Linked DNA regions of Zea mays: all the other regions are linked to region 1. Evidence: chromatin contacts called from public Hi-C data. All regions are on one chromosome and are shown on one strand. Each heading gives the region's core, a stretch centred on a gene start, on an enhancer-like site or on the middle of the called end of the contact. The rest is flanking DNA. Distances are from core to core; before and after follow the strand shown. Region 1 holds the start of LOC100275578. Region 2 holds the start of LOC100216978. Region 3 holds the start of LOC100191868.

Evidence for each region. Hi-C and Micro-C count contacts between places; a contact is called where the count stands out from the background.
Region 2: a Hi-C map of ear shows a contact between it and region 1, with 2.7 times the contacts expected there. The contact joins the promoter of LOC100216978 here to the promoter of LOC100275578 in region 1. A contact is called at or near these places in 3 of 25 Hi-C or Micro-C datasets (ear, endosperm and tassel).
Region 3: a contact with region 1 is called in a Hi-C map of ear, with 2.4 times the contacts expected there. The contact joins the promoter of LOC100191868 here to the promoter of LOC100275578 in region 1. A contact is called at or near these places in 4 of 25 Hi-C or Micro-C datasets (ear, endosperm, leaf and 1 more).

What each region holds. Positions count from the first base shown.
Region 1 is chr4:206,716,618-206,720,897 of Zm-B73-REFERENCE-NAM-5.0, reverse strand. It overlaps LOC100275578, which reads right to left and starts at 1,726. Exons shown (of 11, transcript NM_001149629.3): 1 at 1,636-1,726; 2 at 1,030-1,225; 3 at 640-761; 4 at 258-366; 5 at 141-180. The coding sequence starts at 1,171.
Region 2 is chr4:206,278,532-206,282,811 of Zm-B73-REFERENCE-NAM-5.0, reverse strand. It overlaps LOC100216978, which reads right to left and starts at 2,278. Exons shown (of 2, transcript NM_001143358.1): 1 at 1,723-2,278; 2 at 933-1,602. The coding sequence starts at 2,133. The coding sequence ends at 1,543.
Region 3 is chr4:207,022,785-207,027,064 of Zm-B73-REFERENCE-NAM-5.0, reverse strand. It overlaps LOC100191868, which reads left to right and starts at 2,420. Exons shown (of 9, transcript NM_001137292.1): 1 at 2,420-2,533; 2 at 4,027-4,185; 3 at 4,266-4,280. The coding sequence starts at 4,045.

The DNA of each region.
Region 1 (4,280 bases), core at 477-2,976:
ATAATTAACAAAGAAAGTGTTTTTAATGTAGAAGCGTTAATTCTGCAAGAAAAAGTTAAATATAATTTGAGAATGTCATGTGTAGTTTCGGAGAAAGTTTAATTTCTAACAAACTTGAGGAAAACGTTGTTTGTGCTCACCATTTTTTGTATAAAGTTGATTCCCATGACACACATGTACCTATGAAAAGAGGTGCGCCTTAGTGTGAGTATGTGAACCTGTAGTATTTGACTAGCTGATAGTTAAAAATTCCTTACAAACGTCAATAGGTCCATCTGCAAAGCCTTCAGCAAGTAAGGTATGAAATGGTGTCCCCTCTGGACCCTCACGGTACATCACTCTTAATTGGTCTGTATCTTGCTTCACCTGCCAACGAAAAGTAGCTAAGGATCACTGCAGCCATTCATAAGCACTAACTGAGAAACATAAAAGAGAAACTAATCGATCCCAAAAACTGGAGAGGAACAGGTTAGAGAACTTTGAAGCACCATATAATCTAATAATATATAGAAATCACAAACACAAGTGAAATGTTGCATTCTGGAAAATGGTGATAGCATCACAAACTAAAAAAAGAATAATTATTTCAGCGAGCTGATGTCACTATGAATGAGCTAACAAATTCAGTTTGATGCATACCTTCCACTCCTTCTGTGGCAGCCCATGGACCTTGGAAGATCGTCCGTCCCTCGAAGTATCTAGCATTTCAAGAAACTCAGAGACTTCTTTTGCCCGCGTTTCAGCAATGAGATCGATGTCACCTGAAAGAGGACACGCAAAAGCACTAGTCAAGAAACACTGAGCAGACAACCATTTTTACATGTAGGCCAGCAAATACGCTACCACAATCAAGGCCTTCAGGTAGCACTAGCGCCCCTACCTTCTCTAATCAGACCATAAAGGCTCAAACGGATCATTGAAAAGAAGAAACGGTACAATCATCAGTGCCATTAATATGCTCATACTCAGTCCAAGAAATAGATGAACCACGCGAGCTGAGCAGAGGAAGTAAAGAGAGCAAGCAAGCACCTTGATCGGAGCCGGGCAGGGACGACGCCAGGATCTGCTTCTTCACCAGCGCCCTGAGCGAGGCCTCCTCCGCGAGGTCGGGCATCGCCAGCGTCCGGTCCAGCCGATCCCGCAGCTCCAGGATCCGCTTCCTCTTCTCCATGGCCGGCGGCAGCCGCTACCAGGAACCTCCAGCTCCTCCGCCCCGCCCTCCCACCTAGCACGCCCCACGACACGACTCTGAAGATGAGGAACTTCTCCAAAGGACAAAGAGGTTAAAATCGCCAGATCGATCAAGCAGGTGAGGCGCAGAAACTAATGTCCCAGTCCCTCCCCCCTTTTTGCACTGTTCCCTGCCGAAGAAAAAGGATCGGAATTTCGGGGTCCCGGATAGGAAAACGCGAGCTTTTATGCCGATGCTCGTGCGTCTCCAGCTATGAAAGGCGGCCGCGGAGCCTCGAGAGTATTTTCCCGAAAGAATCTATCCTAACCCCATACAGTCGGGCTCACGCTGCGGCGGAAGCGAGAACAGGAGAGGAGAGAGCGGCGTCCAAGAAGGACGGGGATTTCGGCCGGCCGAAAGATCCGCGGTCAGTTGGGCGGGGGGCGGGAGCGGGAGTCGCTCACCGCAGGCGAGGACGTCGGGGATGCAACCGGAGACGAAAGACGGGGGAGGAGAGATCACAGAAGTAGCAGACGGCCGCGGAGGGAGGACTGGTAGACTGCTGAATTGCTGATGGTGCTCGGGGAGTCGGGGCTGGGGCCCGCGTGGCCAACAGGCTGATTCCAACAATGCCCCCTGTCATCTCCCATGCTTCTATTCATTTTTAAATACTTCACCTCTTTCATTTCTCTCTATGTCTCTCCCTCTTCAACTATTCTCTTTATTCAGTTTCAGCCCCTTTACCCATTAACTGAGCTATTTACCTTATATACATCATTTTCCAAAGTTTAAAAAAATTATATAATATTTATAGTACCGTAATAAATATTGTTATCAGCTAATTAAATATGAAAAAGATTAATTACGTACTTAATAGCAGTGATTAGTGAATTGGGGAGATTCTGAATAGAGGCGGAGGAGGGTGGACCCTTGGAGCCGGCCGGAGCCGGAGCCCAGGGCACTCTACAGTGAAGTGAATTGAATAGATACAATGGCTAGAGAGAGAGAGAGAGGAAAACAGGCAGAGCCATTGCTCTCGTGTTCTGTTCAAAGTGGCGACTGCCGGAAGCCCCTGTTTGGCCACCCAAACGACCGACGGGAACGGTGATGCTACTGACCAGTGACATGTTAAAGGCGGCCACCACTGTTAGACATAAATAGTCATACTGTTTTCTCGGCTGGACATAGTAGATTTTCAAATATAAATAATATGATAGGTCATCTGATGAGGTCAATCTTACATCCCAAATAAAAATTACGAAGGAATTTTGAAGGATTCAAATCATGTAGAAAAATTTAACTATCCTTTAGAACAAATGATTAAGTTTTTATAAATCATGTAAAACTTCTATGGAATGGACCATTGTAGTTAGATTTTGGAGGATTTTTAACATGAGGTCCAACCTATTGAAAATTTTTCTATGTAATGCAAGTGTCATTCAACTCTTGATTTGTATATTTTTTGTTTCTATCCCTGTGTTTTACCAATGCTGTAATCCAAAGAAGTCCGTAGTGTTTAAAGTATGAACGATGTGATAGATCTTCTGATGATGTCAATCTTACAGCCTAGGTAAGAACAGTACACAAAGTCAGATAACATATTACAATGTACAGTCAAATAACGTATTGATGTAGATAGGAACTGGTGGCCAAGGTTGGAAGATGGAACACGGGTGTCGTTTGGTTCACGAAATGTAACGTAAATAGTAATGGTATTGATTCACACTTGAATACCGGCGGTAACAAGTTTAAATAAGTCGGTATCCATTTTTAGTATGATATCGATTACGATTGGATTTAAACAAACATAATGTAACGTTATTGGTTTGGTTACTCATTACATTAACAATATGTGAACCAAACGGTACCACGGTCTTCTTGGAGTCCGGTCTGTATTGAGATGTAACCAATGTCTCTTTGTTTAGTATTTAATAATCAGCTGGCTCTTTGATGTACCACTAATATCCAGTTGTCCGCTCACACAACATACTCTGTTTTTTTTTTGGTAGAATATACAGAGGGGGCATTTGGTTTCACCGATAGTTCGATACGACCAGTAATGGGTAAGTTAAAACGTGGAGCCTGCGGTACAAATTTAGGGGGTGTTTGGGAACAAAGTTTTTCTGCAGTTTTGGAAGAATAATGCAGTATTCTCAAATACTGCAGTATTATATACATAATGGTGTTTGGCAAGCTGGGTAAAATCTCTGTTTTCAAAACTGAAGTATTGCAAATACTATAGTTGTTTTAAGGCATTCTAAACTTAGCTCTGGACCTCAGTTTTCAAAACTGCGGTATTATAAACTACAATATTGTCATAACTAAAGTATAGTATAGTATTTCAAAAACTGTGGTTTTCAAAAACTTTGTTCCCAAACAGGGCCTTAGAGTTTGATATTTTTTTAGTAACAAAATTTGCTGTCTATAGAAGCCGGATGACAAGTGGAAGCTGTAATAAACAGCGCTTTGTCGGACAGCAAAGCAACAGCTGAACGGTCCAGCCCAGCCGGCCAAGGCACGGCGCGCATGGTCCGTCGGCGGTGGCACGCGGCATCCATCAATCGTCTGACAGCTAATGAAGATCATTCAAATCAACCTGTCGAGTTAATCCGTCACTCCCTATATCTCAAACCATATAGATCACTTTATCTAACTTCGCGTGTAAGTCATAAAAGCTTGTCATGAAAAAAAAAACTGAAAAACAAACAGATCCAATGTCGCCACATAAAAAATAGATTGTACCATATGTCATTCAAAGAGAAGAATAAGATAATGCAACCCTGGACAAAAGCCATTCGTAAATATATCTCACCTATATGTCTTATGTACGAAAAATATATATCTGAATATATTTCATATATATATATATATATGAAAATCCCGCAGTTTGAAAAATATATGTCACCTTAACAGATCCGCAAGTTGAAAATATATATATGAATATTATCTCCCACTGTGCCTTATGTCAACTGGCCCATTTAATATGCAATCTCGTTTGTGAGTACGCTCGGAGGCAAGTAGAAATTAGATGGCGGATATGTTGTGATGGACAGGTAAATGTTTTACCCGCACTATAGCCAGCTACCTAGATACTCTGCACGGCAAAATT
Region 2 (4,280 bases), core at 1,029-3,528, 440 kb after region 1:
AATATAAACATAAAAGTTAATATATATGTTTACATTTATCATCATCTAGTTAAATATAAACATAAAAGTTAAGAACAAAAACGAATACTATTATAGAACGAAGGGAGTATGATTTAGTGCCTTAAATACCCTACTAGGTGAGTGCATGTGTGTTGCAACGGGAACATATAATATCATGATAACTTATATACAAAATGTGTGTTATACTGTTATGAGAAAAAAATCATAATCCAATTGTGATCCTGGCCATACATAAATTTTGTTATTTTAATTTAGTTGTTTCACCATTACATTGCAACCATCAGTATCATGTAGACTTCGATATATTCCACGATTTGCATGGTCTCGTTATTGTAGAGCATGTTCCACATCTGTCGGAATGACAGGCCACTCTTGCCGCCTTAATAAGTAGTAGAGAAATGATGTAGCATTGTAATTTTTAGGGCACTGGTATGGTCAATCGAGCAAAGTGCAGCAAGAATCCAAGATGCACAGTTGCACACCACGCATTGGATTGGATCCACCTGTACCGCGGCAGTGCTGCTGCTGCAAACAAAAATAATAGAGCTACTGGGCAGTCCAAATGGGTAACAGCAGCCAGCTGCACACGTTTCGTCTGGAGAGAAAAAACAAAAATACAACGGAACCAGGCCCATCGGATCCGTCTGTTGTAGTACTTGGCCACGCAGGGAGCTCTGCCAAATGGACTGGTGTACGGTGTACCTAGACCAGTGGAGCCGGCCCATTTCGCTTTTTGAAGAAACACACACACACGCAGCTCTGGCGCCCATCTGTTGGCGGTGGCGGCATTTAAGACCTTCTTCTGTTCGTTACGAACAGAGAGAAGAGAGTATGGGTCGTTTCCTTTTGCATGCTGACTGCTGAGTCTTGGTCGACGTCTTCTCTGAAGCATGTGGGAAATTAAACCTTCTGATAAAGATCAATATATATATTTATGTCAGTTCAGAATGATCAGGACGTGCGAAGGCTACCAGCAGTACGTGTACGTCAGTACGTGCGAAGGCTACCAACAGGATAGCTCTCTCTCTATATAAATATATAATATATTTGTTCTGCATGCTTATGGCAACATACTTGTCAGTACATGAGTACAAACATCTGAAGCGGCTGAAAACTAAGGCAGTGTTTTAGTTTCGGTAAACCCAGAGAGACAAGAGATGCTGCAACATCTACTGGGCCCTGTTGAATTTGACCGGTACTACTCTAATTCTTGGCTGGCACAACAACTGCTGCTGGGTCCTCTAATCTGCTCCGTGCTGCCTTATACAGCAATCGGTATGGCACACAGTACAGTGCGAGTGGTCTAAGCTAACGACGAACACGAAACATGGAAAATGTGAAGAGCACCCTGACTCTACCACTAACTACTAGTACTAGTACAACTTGCCCAGATCCCATACGCACGGCACGACATACTTACTATACGTATACAGCTTAACTAATCAGTAGTACTACTGAGCTTAATTAGCCGCCCGAATGCACCTTGTAAAACCTACGTACTACTACTACTGGCTTCAGGCTTCAGGCCACGCAGTTGAGGCCCAAGCAACCCATCCACAAGCTCCTCCTCGCCGCACGCTTCTGCAAAGAACACACAGCCCGAGACGACGAAGTTTTCAGAACACGCAAGCGTTTGTTTTGCAGTCGTTGGCTGCGGCATTGCACATATATGTCTGTCTGCCGTGCCACGTACGTACGTACCCGGCGTCTGGGAAGGCGGGAGACAGCGGCGGCGCCGTCGTTGTCGTCCGGCGGCGGCACGCGGTAAAGGTCCTCGTCGACGGGCCTGACAACCACCACCCTGCGGCCGGATCCCTTGGGCGCCGCCGCCCTCTTGCGCTCCGCAGCTACGGCGGCGGCGACGGCTCCTCCGCCGCCGCCCGCGGTCTCGGGCCGCCGCGCCTTCTTGGAAGCCGGCACCGGCGCCGGCCTGCGGCGGGGGGGCGGGGAGTACCTGAACCAGGCCTCGCTGCGGGCCTCCGGCTCCGGCGCGTACCACCAGCAGGGCTCGGCCGCGGCGGGCGCGGAGTCCGGGGAGGTTGACGAGGAGGAGGAGTAGTAGTAGTTCCACTCCCCGAACGCCGGCACGTGCCGCCGCCGCGCCTTCTCCATGGCCCTCAGAAAAGAAGAGGCCTGAGTAGTGAGTACAAGGAAGGACCTGTGTGCCGTGGAAGGCAAAGACGATGGAAAGAGGGCAGCAGATCGAGAAGGTAACTAACTAAAAGCAAGCTACGGCGCCGGTGGTGGGAGAAAGGCAGTGGCTGGCCGGATGCAAGTAGTAAAGAGTACGTAGTACTTATAGGTGCACGCTCGGCTTGGGTTTCGACCCGGCGACCCCCCATATGCATGCGGCCATGGCTTGGCATCGTCTGGATGGAAAAGGAGCTGTACGCGAGGCAGGCAGAGTGGCATGGCAGGCCGCAGGCCATAATAAATATTTCTTGGTCCACCCTCCTTCCTCTATGGCTCTACCGCTGCGCAGAATGGGGGGGGGGGGGGGGGGGGGGGGGGGGGGGGGGGGGGGGGGGGGGGGGAGTGAGTGAGAGAGCGAGTCGGCCGGCGCGCGCACGACGGGCACAGTGCGCGCATGCATGCGACGCACGAGCCGTGCACTGTGTACTGTACTTGGTGTACGCGCGGCATGGCGACGCCCGCCTGCGCTCGCATTCGTTGCGCAATAGGCTCCACCACCGATGTCCATTCGTTCCAAGGGCAGGCCAGGCCCACCCCCCCGCCGAAAAGCCTGCGGACGCTGCACTGAGCGGCAGGCATGCCGCTGCCGCCCCTCGCCCGGGTCTCCCGTCTCCGTCGTCCCGCAACGCGCTAGCTCCTGTGCTCTACAACACGTAGCCTGCAATCTCCGTTCTCCACGCCTTCTTTGGCGCCGGCGGCCTACGAGGGACCCAGGCGTCGGGCGTCGCGCGCTGCAGGACTCCGACCGGCGCGTACCAGCACTGGGGGCAGGGCGCCGTGGCGCGGCATGCCTCTCTGCTCTCGCAAGCTGCTGCCGCGTCTACAGGCTTTTCGGCGGTGGCCCAGCTGCCCTCGAGTCCTTGAAAGACTGCCTGACTGCACACTGGCTTGGCTCTCGAGCCTGCTGGTCGTATTATTTACGGTTTGCCCAGCATTGACACACAGCGGGTTCCATACTGCCTTCATTGGATTGGATTTGAGCAAATTCGGTTTTAATGTTTCGGACAATTACATCTATTTCCACCTACTTGTTGACGGAGAAAAAGCCCGACCAGCTTATTTTAATTGTGTCTATGGGGTATCATAAAACCATTTTGTTTCAAACAGGAAAAAACTCACTGCACGCATCGCCCCCCAAGCTACCAGTCGATAGGGAAACCATTGATGCCCAAATAATACGTTCGGCAGGCTCCTGCAGCGCCGGTGTCCCAATGTCCAGTCTCCAGTCCAGTCTTCGAGGGCAGCAGGGCCACCGCCGGAGAAAGCCTGCAGACGACGCGGCAATAGTAGCACACATGGGAGCACAGGGCATGCCATACTACGTACACTAGTGTTTTACACTGTACTCCTGCCACAGGCAGGCTTCCTCCATCCATGAATTGCATTGCAAGCAGCAGAGGAAGGCGATCCCGATCGATCGAGCCCCCATCCCCATCCTTCCATCCATCATAAACGCGCTTCTGTCTCTGCTGCGGCCGCGCGACACTGTTACTACTACCTCCTTGCCGCGCGCCGGCCGCTCTGTACAGTCGGCCGGCGAGGCCGCGCCGCGAGCGCTGACCGGCAATGCACGCCTCCTCGCTGTACCTGTCCTGTACTCCCATGCACCGTGTACTAGGCTAGGAGAAAGATGGTAATTTTAGCACAGTCATATGCACAACAAGCTAAGGTAAAAAAAAGCCCCCCCCCCCCCCCCCCCCCCTACTCTACTCTACGGCCTCGCTTCATTCCCTTTTTTTCCCCACACCCCGCCTACACACACCCGTTGACTTATCTGTCACCTCATGGACTATCTGGATCACTGAACTCAAGTCTTGTCCACGCTTAGAAAAATAGGTTAAAGGCTCTTTTGGAACTAAGGAAAGCTTTCTGTGTGTGTTTTTTTGAAACTAATTCATGTAAAAATTCCTATACCATTCCTATGAAATTCCTACAGAGCCCTAAACATGGACTAATTGAATTTTTTTTCTTATCCTAACAAACTATACTCATCAATGAGTCTCTGTTAGTTTTTTTAAAAGCGTCATTAGTTCGTTTGAATTTAGGTCTCCTATTTGGTATCCAAA
Region 3 (4,280 bases), core at 1,171-3,670, 310 kb before region 1:
GACAACACAGTTCTCGACAACTGAAACTGTTGAGCAGACTGTGTTTGCTCGTATATTATTCTCAGATTAATTTGGGATCAATTGATAATGTTGTATTTATGGTAAGAATTTGCTTTAAGTAACTTTATGGATGTTAGTATTTCAGTTTTGGCTGATTCTATTTTTCTTTAGTTGCTACCATATTGTTTATTTTAGCTTGAAGCTACATATAATTCAAAAGTACATGGATTTTGCAGTGGACGAATGCTCGCTTGGTGTAGAAGCCATGGAGCTCTTTGGACCAAGGTGACCATCTGATCTACCAGATCGGCCATCGCACAGGTCGCATAGGTGTATTGCCATATCAAGCCTACATTATTGTTGTATTACATTGGACGCATAGGGAAGGGAAAAATCCGGTGGATTGTAGGGTGTGATATGTCTGTCTATAGTTGTGGTGGCATTCATTTGTGCATATGATTTGTGATATATTGATGTCGAGAATACATATGTTGTTTATTTCTATGTAATCGTTACACACTATAATTTTATCAAACAACTTTTCTATTGTTGCAAGGGGCGACAAAAATCTGATGGATTGTAGGAAGAGGCCTTTGCCCAAGTGTATTGTCTATGGCAAGCCCAAGCACCAGGGTATCACCCAACTCAAGTTCCAGAGGTACAAGAGGTGTGTCGCTGAGGAGAGAGCTATACGCAAGCTTGGTGGACTGAGGGTTCTTATGTCATGAAATAAAGTATGTCATGAACTTTTTGCAATTTGACTGTATTATCAGACTACGAATGGTTAGTGATAAAATGTTGCCTGCTGTTGTGGACTACATGATTGGTTAGTGATCAAAAAGGGGAGTTTGCATATCAATGTATTTTATCATATTAACCACTATTTATATAATGTTGTTCTCTGCCTCTCGCATGCGTGTGTTGTTGGCTCGCATGCGTGGGTTGTTGGCTGACCGGTCTAACATCGTAGCACACGTTCGTTGCCCCCCGACCCTCACGTCGCACTCCCTTGCACGCCACCGCCGCTGTCGTCGTCCCTAGATCCGTGCTCTTCTTCCCTGTCCAGCCGATAAACACTACCCTTTGCTCCCTTCTTTCAACAGTTCCCGTTGCAACGCACGGGCACTCACCTAGTTTGAATAAGATGAGTGGTTAAAGTTTTCGAAAAAAAATCAAAGGTTTCATGTATTTGTAAACGAAGGTAGTAGAATTTTCGAGATTGTTTGATGCCGGCCAAAAGTAGGTGAAAACAAAAATGCTGGGAAATCTGTTCTAGACAAAAGCGGCTTTCAGTTATGGATTTTGGATGGAAGCCAAAATTTTGATTGACTTGTGGCTTTTCAAGGAGTCAAAATAGATTGAGAAGTCGAACTCGCCCCCTGTCAGCCAAATTTCTGGGCAAAGATAAGGTCTTTTAAGGTGAATTTGTTGTATTTTCCTAAATTGCATCGTTATCGACTAATTATTATTGTACGACCTGACAAAGACGAACACCAGCGCGCTCACACACATGACAATCAGAACACAGCCTTTTAGATCAAACCCCCTTGGATTTTTATCCACAAATGAAGATATTTGGATCAGGATCGGCCTTAAAGGCTTAAACATCACAACGAAATGCCTGAATCGCCCCTAGTTCAAACCGGACACAGGCAACTGCCACAAGGGCAGAGAAGCCCAGCTCGCGTATGCCCCACCTGTCATGCACCCGCCCACATTAGATTTTCTGACATTATCCCTGACGGCGACGACGACGCTGGCCGGTCGCGACGACGACGTGCCGTTACCCTGCCTCCACCTCGAACCCCGCGCCCACGCGCTCCCCGCCAGGCCGCCACGCGCCACCCCCTCACGGCCTTCGCTGCTACCCGCCCCCGCTGCCCCACTGGCCCTACCGCAGCTCTCGACCCCACCACCAGGAACCAAACAAACTTCCCCCGCTCGCGTACGGCGTACCCCACGCGCCGCACCGGCCGACACGTGGGGTCGGAATCAGCCGCAAGGCGGGCCCTTCTCTCGGGTACGTGGACGGCGCGGTCAAAACGTATTTGGTTGGAGGCCGGCCCGCCCGCCTGCCGCACCGCCGTGTCCTATCAGGCTAGCGGTGCCCCCGCACCAACTACTCCCCCACCGAACCGAGCACGGCCACGGGGTATCGAGTCGTGACCCACTGGCGGGTGGGCCGAAATCATCGTCGGGCCCACGCGTCGGTGTGCGTGGAGCTGGTGAGCTCGTGAGGCAGCGCGCGGAGGAGTGCGGTGGTAGTGGACAGAGATAGGGGCGGCGGGGCCCACCCTGCTGGGTCGAGCGGGCGGTGGGGGCCGAGTGGGGACGAGGCACGCGTCTCGCTCGTCTCACCCTTTTTCGTCTCTCCTCTGCCTTTCCCCATCGTCTCTCCGTCTACACCTCATCATAATCACAGATTCACAGAGCGCTAGGGAGGAGAGAGGGCTAGGGTTTCGTGCTCCCTCACGCAACGAATCCGAGCCGGATCGGGGGGTGCGCGGAGTCACCGGCGGCCCGGCGTTGCCTGGTAAGGCCAGATCCCCCCTCTCTGACCGCGGCGTGGTCGGGTCCCACGGCAGCGGCCATTCGGAGGGCGGAGAGTTCGGATCGTTTCGATTGCAGTTGGGTTTGTTCCGGGAAGCGGGTCGTCTGGGGTTTGGTTCCCGGAGAATTCGGGTCCTTGTGGTAGGTGCCTGCTCGTCCTGGACGATTTGGGCGGTCGTCGTCGTCGTCGCAGTGAGCTGCTTGGGGGTTGTGTTTGATGCGGTCGGATTTTGGGGTTCTGGACGCGGGAATTCAGAACGAATTCGGATATTAGCTCCATACGGTAGCCTTATGTCTTACTCTTCTGTTTCGAGGAAGATAGTTTTACGGTCATCTCATTGGTTTGGCCCTTTTGCATACTTTAGATTGGGATTCGGGTGAGGACCTCTGTGGAATTGAGCTGATTATCTTGTGCCTTTCTTAAGAGATGTGATCATTGATGTGTTGGGGTTTTCGGTCCAATTTACCGAGCTCAGAGAATGTGCAGTACTCAGCCGGGTCAATTCTGGCTCACTGAGCCGCTGGTGATCCAAAATTGTTCCTCAGCATCGAGTGTAACTGGTTATTGTTACGTGATCGGGATGGTCTGTCACTTTGATTTGTGGTGAATGGGTTGTCATGTGTGGTTTCCGTGCTTCGGGCTGTCTCGCAGAGGAGTGTGTGGTGTATGGAATAGAGCCCTGATGCGTTCAGCATTTGGCAAAATTCGTAAATATGCATACCAATAAATCGTCGGTATTGCTACTATTTTATTGCCTGTTACACTTTAAGACTTGAGATGCATTTGCTCCATTTTGTGTAATGTCTAATGATGATTGCTGGTGATAGCAGGGGATATATCAGTACCAGTGATGATCAATAATCTTTTGTTTTCATCTAAAACTTTTGATTTCTGAGATTATTTTTCACGTGCCTGCTTGTTTTATAGAGTAGTCATGCTGTCACCTATCTTTTAATGTGTTTTATCTTTTTTGTCTTGGTTGATCTAGATAATTCTGTGTGATATTACCTTGGCCTTTTGTTTTTGTGCTACTTGAAAGATTAGATTGGTCTACTAAAAAGGTGTGCATTTTTGTGAGGTTACCAATCTTTTCCGGAGCATTGTTTGCATAAATATGTGAAGCTTTGTTGATGATGTTATTACGTGGAACATGTTGTGTTGGAATGGAAAATGAAAGATGAGACGTTCCTATCGAGCAAAGCAGATCTTGTTGTTTTCAATGGAAGTATTTTGTATTGATATTTTTCCTGGTATTGTGTTCCCCTTGTAGTGCAAATGTGCGATTAGTGTCTCATATGGAGCGTTTAATAAAAGTATATCCGATAACTTGAATATCTCAAAACTTCCTGATTTTAAATACCTATAAATAGCTGAACATATTTGTCTTTCCTCTCAACTCAGTGACTCAATATTAGGTTGTGGGGCAATTAAATTGCTGTGTCTGAGCTTCTTTTTTTTTGCCTGTTTTGTTTCAGGGCTGTGATACAGTTGCAATGGCATCTGTAACTGATGAGACAGCTAAGATTGAGGGTTTGACATCTGCTGCAGCCTTTGTGGAGGGTGGCATTCAGGACGCATGTGATGATGCATGCAGCATTTGCCTTGAGGCTTTCTGTGAGAGTGACCCTTCTGCAGTAAGTTGCCATTTTGTTAGTTGAGATATTTTGCATATAAAGGTTATTTCTGTAACCAATTATTGTTTTTGCCTTTCTAGTTGACTGGCTGCAAA